Linked DNA regions of Triticum aestivum: region 1 is linked to region 2. Evidence: chromatin contacts called from public Hi-C data. All regions are on one chromosome and are shown on one strand. Each heading gives the region's core, a stretch centred on a gene start, on an enhancer-like site or on the middle of the called end of the contact. The rest is flanking DNA. Distances are from core to core; before and after follow the strand shown.

Evidence for each region. A called contact is a pair of places that touch in the nucleus more often than the background predicts.
Region 1: a contact with region 2 is called in a Hi-C map of leaf, with 2.4 times the contacts expected there. The contact joins the promoter of LOC123181919 here to the promoter of LOC123169649 in region 2.

The regions. Positions count from the first base shown.
Region 1 is chr1D:342,533,924-342,537,561 of IWGSC CS RefSeq v2.1, forward strand. LOC123181919 reads left to right here and starts at 1,749. Exons shown (of 1, transcript XM_044594328.1): 1 at 1,749-2,574. The coding sequence starts at 1,979. The coding sequence ends at 2,296. LOC123181918 (DUF21 domain-containing protein At4g14240) reads left to right here. Exons shown (of 12, transcript XM_044594326.1): 12 at 984-1,414. The coding sequence ends at 1,112.
Region 2 is chr1D:341,984,191-341,987,950 of IWGSC CS RefSeq v2.1, forward strand. LOC123169649 reads right to left here and starts at 2,461. Exons shown (of 9, transcript XM_044587529.1): 1 at 2,152-2,461; 2 at 1,976-2,041; 3 at 931-1,075; 4 at 369-848. The coding sequence starts at 951.

The DNA.
Region 1 (3,638 bases), core at 499-2,998, 550 kb after region 2:
AGTGTTGATGGGGGTCCTCTCCTCCCTTCTCCATCTACTCTCATTTAGATATGAGTACATGTGCCTTTAAACAAATCCTGATACTAGTACATGGTAAAATATTATTACGTGTAGGAAACTGGTTGAAATATGATTGTATGTGCACTTTAACAACAGAAGTACTAAAACGGTATACTTATGAAACAAGATATGACTATAATCTTGGTCTTCTTGTGCAGTTTTTGATCTTTTTTTTTGTACAATATGCACCATCCCCATTCTAAACAGCCTCGGAATTGGTCAAGGGGCTAAAGCAGACAGTTTTGGTGTTTAAGGTCTGTTTCAGATGGTTTTTAAGTTTAGGACCAAAGGTGGAGTTGAGGCGAAGTTAAATGCCCAAAGTAGATCCTTTGTCTTTTCGTTGTTTTCACTTTCGAGTTCAGTTTCCTATATAGGCTTCTAGCTAGCATCTGAGTTGTGGCGATTCTTTAGGAGTCTACCTCTACAAAATACTGCATCTTCCAAAAGTAATTATAGCGTACAAAGTTAAATTTGATATAAATTTCTGTTGGCAATGTTAATCTTCTTTCATTCTTTACCCATATGCTCGTTGGGCATTCTTTTCCTGGTTACACTGAATGTTTGGTGAAAGTTATTTCGTAAGCTTTTGTGATATATGAACTGTTAAGTTGGAATTGCCAAAATCTGTAGAAATCAGTCTTACTCGAACTTATATTGTTGCGCATAAAACACATTCTTTGCTAAATAGACTGTAATTTAGTCCTATCTTAAATATATATATAATCGTTAGTCTTGCTTCTATGATAATTGCTATTTTTTTTAACCTTCAAAGACAGTAGGAAAGGTTCCTACTGACATGTATTAACTCATGAATCACAATTGTACATGATAGTGTCTCACCCTATTCCTTCTCTCAATAATTGCTATTCCGATGGTCCATCTTCGGCGAAGGCGAAAAGATGTTAAATTAGCTTTCATTGCAGGGAACGCAGAGCCGGCAAGGGCAGGCTGGACAGCCTGCTGGAATTTTGAAGAAGCCTGCTACTGAAGGTGATTCAAACCCATCAAAACAGGTGAACCTTGTCGAACCTCTGCTGGAAAATAGGAGGTAATTGTAGATGTATCACATAAATAGAGCGACGGGACGCATGAAAGCATGTTGTGATGTTGCTATATCCAGTGAGAGTAAATACCAGTTTGCTCGCTGTAAATTTCAACAGTAGCAATTTGAACCTTGTCATGAATGTCACTATGTCAGCGTTGAGTTTCGTCACTGGGACAGTAGCAACTACTGACATTTGGGAATCATAGACTTGGAACTAGTGCAAATGATAAATTAGATGTGTCCCGCAGACTTTGTGAATGTCGAGCACGTGGAATATTATAAGGTGGAATGCCTACACGGTGTGCCTGACTTCAAATCGACTATTGGTGTAGTCAACAAAATCCCGGCTCATGTACGAGCATTTTACAACATTTTGTTAGCATAAGTTTTTTTTAATTAATTTTGGAGTATATGTTTCTGTTTCAAGTGGGGTTGAGACGTTGCACCGGAGAGAATATTGCGTGCGATTTTCATGCTTGTTGGAAAATACGAGCGATCCGAGTGGGAAGTGAAGTCCAGACCGACATAGCCTTGCTTCCGCCACCCCTTTCCGGATAAAATAACGCTGGTCTTCCTACGCTGCATACTAGGTTACGTGTGATCTACTCTTCCTATTTCTCGATCCTTCCTTCCACTCTGGTCTTTTTTATAAGAAAAGAATGAACTTGGCTGCCAAGATACCTGCAATCCTGGCAACTAAAACGCGTCGGGTTTCCTATCCGACTCGGTTCGGGGCCTCGCCTTACATATACGCTACCATAATTCACGAAATGGGACCCGAGCAATCGAGCACAAGGATGCGCTGACGAATCCGGCCGATCGACCCCCCAAGCAGCGGCGCCCCCGACGCGCGCGCCTCCGTACGTGGTAGAGATGACGATGTCCGGGCGGTGCGTGGCGGCCACGGGCGCCCTCATGGCGTGTGGCCACTGCGGCGGCCTCCGCCGCGTCAGGATGGAGGGCGAGTTCGTCTCCTGCGACTCGTGCGGCAAGGTCCTGCAGCAGCGGGGCCGGAAACAGCGCGCCGTGGAGGTGGAGGCTCGGCGGCAGCTCCGGCGGCGCTGGTTGGGGGCCAGGAAGAGAAGGGACGGCCGCGCGGCGGCTGGTGGCGGAGGCTTGGTCGTCGGAAGGGAAGCATCTGATGCCGAGTCCGACACTGGTTGTGTTTGTTTCGTGGAATCGTCGTCGTAGTGATTGCGTCGTCCTCAACTGATGTTTTAGAGCAGTTTGTGGATTCTGGGCTAGACAACGTCACTGAACAAGATATCGACGATAATGCTGGGAAAGTTGCAATTTAGCCTGTTTGTAATATCCTGGCTGAGTTTAATCTTTGGAGGACAGCCAGACGGGTGGGAGTAGATTAGCGTGTGAGTTTTGGTGGGTGAACTGCTGACCTAACCTTTCACTTGTTATAGGCAGGGGCCTGTTGTAAACATCTTTGCTATATTTTTCTTTTGACAAAAATGATATCTTTGTTATCTATGGTCATTAGGGGCATCTCGAACGGCAACCCGTAATATTTTTTTCCACATCCGTCCGTGAACAGAGGGACCAGTCAGCGTACACGGATGCGGGAGGACAACATTCAACGCTATACATTTCAAACTATTTTTTCAACAAACCGGATGAAATTCATGCAAACACGGCCGGATTTTATACAAACATGACGGATTTCATTACATTTAGAACATTTACAACAAAAAAAGCCCGCCCCTAAACCTATCCTACGGCATCGGCGCCCGGTGTCCAAGCCCGTGTCCTTCTTCATCTGTCGTCTCCATGAGCACCGACGATAAGGCTGATGAAGTGAAGGTGCAGTCTCCGGCGAGGAAGAGTAGAACAAGGGAGACAGACCGGCCCACATGGGACACAAGGCACCTCCGCCTCTCGTGGCCTACTCATTCTCGAAGGAGTCCGTGACCTGTACGTCACCGATGGACGTGAGTTATATATAGTGAAGTGGAGTTAGCATTATAAGGTAAGACACTAAAACATCTTTACAAGCGATGGAAATGCAGCTGAGGTTTTATTGTAGTTGAACGAAACCATCATCGATGGAAGAACGGCTAAAAATGATGATAAGAGCATAGAGATAATGCAACGCTCGAGTCGAGCTAGAGTTGAGAAGCTGATAAAAGAAAAGACACAAACCTCCTTCATAAACAAGACAAAAACTGGTTGTGTCATCCTTATACGTCAAGCAGTAATGGCGGCAATGGTACAAGATGCACACCCTAACAGTTGTGGTCTGCTAGACTGTCAGTACTTATAATATAATAAAATAATTAAAGTGGCTAAGCTAGGGTTGCTATGGTGCACTTGAGGTGTGTGGCGTGAGCCCTCACGTGTCTGATTTTTCATTTGGTTCATTATTGATTTTCCTTTTGTGTTTTGCTACTGATTTTTTAGCGCAGTACAACATAGATGCCCACATATATGCACATACACACAGATCTATAAATTCACACACGCACACTCTACCATTATGAGCACTTTTGAGATACCGAGCCGGCACAACATCTTAAGATTACGA
Region 2 (3,760 bases), core at 1,211-3,710:
ACATGTACTCCCTCCGTAAAGAAATATAAGAGTGTTTAGATAACTAAAAACGCACTTACATTTCTTTATAGAGGGAGTGAATTTTTGGGAGAACAATGTATTAGGAAGTTGAGTCCAACCTAAGAAGCACACTATGTAACCCAAATGTGACGGTTGGATTAGTCAAAATGATTAGTAATTTGGTGAAGGAATATTGAGATTTGCAGGAGGAAGGTGGGCATATTTTAATCCTCAAATTTTCATATGAAAGTGATGTTGATTCTACTATTGTACAGCTACTATCACAATTATTTTGAGTTGTTCCTAGTACTTTTGACAAGTACAAGTGTGATGTTTTATGAATTTTCATGAAAAGGAAACACTTTTACCTTCTTGCAGTTTTCAGCAGAGATTGCATCATCAATGGACTCAGGAATAACGGAATAGTTTGATCGCATGTTCATATCAGGTGAATCATCACCATGCAGCGTAGAAATATCTTCAGAAGTTGGCTCGGCCTGGTTTTCGTCAGAAAATGAGCATTGTATTTGTTCATCACGGTGATCTTCAGTAGCGGGGTCAGGATAATTCATTTCTTTCTGCTCGTTTTCAGAATGAGCCACTTCATGATCGACAACTGAGTTCTGCGCTCCAGCTAGCACAGAATCAGAATCAATTTCTTCAGGTAGAACGTCCTGACCAGATGTTGATGCTGCAGCAGGTGACTGCATCAATTGTTCTCCCATGGAGTTTTCTCCATGTTCAGCAGAATTTTCATTGATAGCATCAAACTGTACAGATTTTGGAATGGTACCATCATCCACTGGCGGGATCGTGAAACTAGTGTTTGTGTCACTAAATACCTGATGCTGCCCTGAGAAAGGATTTTGTCAACACAAAGAAGTGTTTTGAGATGAAAACAAGAAGTAATGAGGAAGGAAGAAATCTTACCATGAATATCTGAATCGTCATTCATGCTTGCATTATTGTCATCTGCTGTACTATTTGGAAGGACATTATGGATAACATAATCTGCTGCTGCATCAGCATCTCCATTGAATGAGATGGAAACTTCTATCAGTGTTGAGAAGTTAACCTGCATAGTCAAAAGTGGGGATGTGGCAGTGTGTGTTAGTAAGTGGCGTGCCAGGTCTATAATAATTTTTAACAACAACAAATGCATTCCCAATTTCATACAGTAACTCCATCCGTTCTATAGAAAATAATTGGAGTTCTAGGTTTCTCGTAGGTCTATAATAATTTTTAACAGCTAGTCCCTTCATTCCAAAATAATTGAAGTTCTAGGTTTCTCTTAAGTCAAACTTGCTCAAGTTTTTTTTTTTTTGCTTAGGTTTGATCAATTCTATAGAAAAAATGTGGTAAGATCTACAATTCCATTCATTACTTGGGTTTTGTTAATTGGTTAATGAAAAATAGTTTTGCCTAGGCTTTACTACAAAAATCACGGACCCAGAAAAACTCTCACCAAGACTAGAGAACGATATTGCAGAAAGAATTGAAATGCATGCGTACTTCAATCAAATTCTCTAGTGTTTGAGAAAAACAGATCACTTCTTCGTGCCATGCGTATGGCATGAAATTAAGGTGAAAGCAGATCAACCAAAGCCATTGGTTCACATACATATGTCCTGCAAACTAAGAAAAGAACACCATACGTTTTGCATTGGTATAATTTTTAAGCATCTGTGTGTCAACGCAGAGCAGCCCTTCGTTCATTCACGAAAAACGCAGGCATACACGCACACGATCAGCAGCGTACACCTACGCAGTTCAGTGAAACACAACCGACGAACCCGTCACGATTTGTTCGACAGATCAGCAATGTGTGAAACTAAACCGACGAACTCGTCGGCAGTTTTTTTTTACTGTAAAAAAATCATCGGCTGTACAAGTACAACCAATCCAACGGGCGTCGATTACGAAGTTTCTTGCAGAAAAGAAAAGATCAATCGCGGGTTGGCAGTCACGGACTCACCTGCGGGAACACCTGCACGAGGCCGTCCAGGACGAGGAGCGCGTCCCCCGTCATCCTCGCCTCCTCCTGCAACGCGCGCGAAGGACCATCGAACTCGTTAGGATCGAACTCGTATCCATACCGAACATGCAAAGGCGATCGAACACGCTAGGTCACGAGGGGGGCGGCGAGCGGACCTCGTACTTGCAGCCAGGGTGCGTGCCGTCGGCGTCGCCGGCGGACGAAGACGAGGAGGAGGCGCCCGTGGCGCCGTGCTTGCGGCTTGGGTCCATGCCGTTGCCGGCGGGGAAAGACGGAAAGGCGCCCGTGGTGGCTGGATTGGTTAGCTGGGGTCTCGGGGCGGGCGCTGGCTGCTCTGCTGGGAGGGCTTTGGGAAGAGGGATTTGATGGGGCGGGCGATCTTGGGAGAGGGGTCCGGCTTTAATCCGAGCAGGAGAGCGATTCCTGTTCGGTTCTGTTCTGTTTTGCCGCGATGTGGTTCGGGGGTGGCACGCGACGCGGGCTGCTGCAGACGACGACGAGGCGCGCGCGCGCGGGCGGGGGCCGTTGGATCTGGGAGCTCTTGGGGTCGCGCCCGGCGCCAGGATTCTGATCGGACGGTGGGGATGCGTTGTTGGCCGGTGCGGCTGTCCCGGGCGAAAGCAGAGCAGCTCTGACCCGAGCGGTTTTCAGTTTTGTGGAAGGATAACTACTCTGACCCGAACGGAACAGATATCTGTTTGGATTGGAGATGGAACGATGGAACGGCTCCGCCTCCAGATTGCAAAGGTGATCCAGATTCCAGCGTGGCCGATGATGGGGCCAATCCTACACTCCTTTCCCGGCACGGTGAAAGATGACGAGTCCCCTCGCGGCAGCGGCACGGCGCTTAATTCCCTTCTCGTCGTGCTCGTTTGGAGTTGGCCATCACTTAGCTCAGAGCCGCAGAGTAGACCACATTTTTTTTTTGCGGGTAGAAATTTGTATTACTCATCCACCAAAGTCCTTACAATCAATCGCAGCTAGTTCCAAAGCCTCAGGAAGACTAGAACCTAACCAAGTCATGGTTCTATCCTCACTACGAACAAATTTAGCAAAGCTATCACTAACTTTATTTTGGCTATGACTTACATGAGTAATACAATTTTCACGTAGAGACATAAGATATCTAATCTCCTTGATGATGGACGAATATACCGATCTGTCAACCTGTGAAGCCTGGATCAATTTCACTGCAATTATAGAATCCATGTCGATCTGCACTGGTAACTCGCTTCTCTAGATGGAGAAAGATAAACCTTCCATGCATGCACATAATTCAGCTTCAAGTGCATCCTGGCAAGAAAATAATTGCCTACAGGAAGAAAAGATGATGGCTCCCTTGTCGTCTCTTAACACCATTCTGGCACCAGCCGATCCATCAACAGCAAATGAACCATCAGTACACAACTTAACCTAGCAGGGCTTAGGAGCAGACCACTTGGGGTCTGCTACGATCATTACCGCATCTGGCCGAACTGGAATATATGTTATGATTGACTTCCCTTTGCTAGGATCAGCAATTAGATCAGTTTTAATGCCAATTAGAGAATCCAAGTAGCTCATCAAGAACCTTTGAGAAGCCTCCATGGGTGGCGGGGATTTATTATGGACAATCTCATTGCGTATGTGCCACACCCTCCACAATGTCATGAGAAGCATCGAACGCTCAATATCTGGCAGAGGAGCAAGAGCGTGCAGTAGCCACTCGACACCTGTATTCTGCACGGTAGTAATATTCGGAAGAGTCCATACTTCTGCCATAGC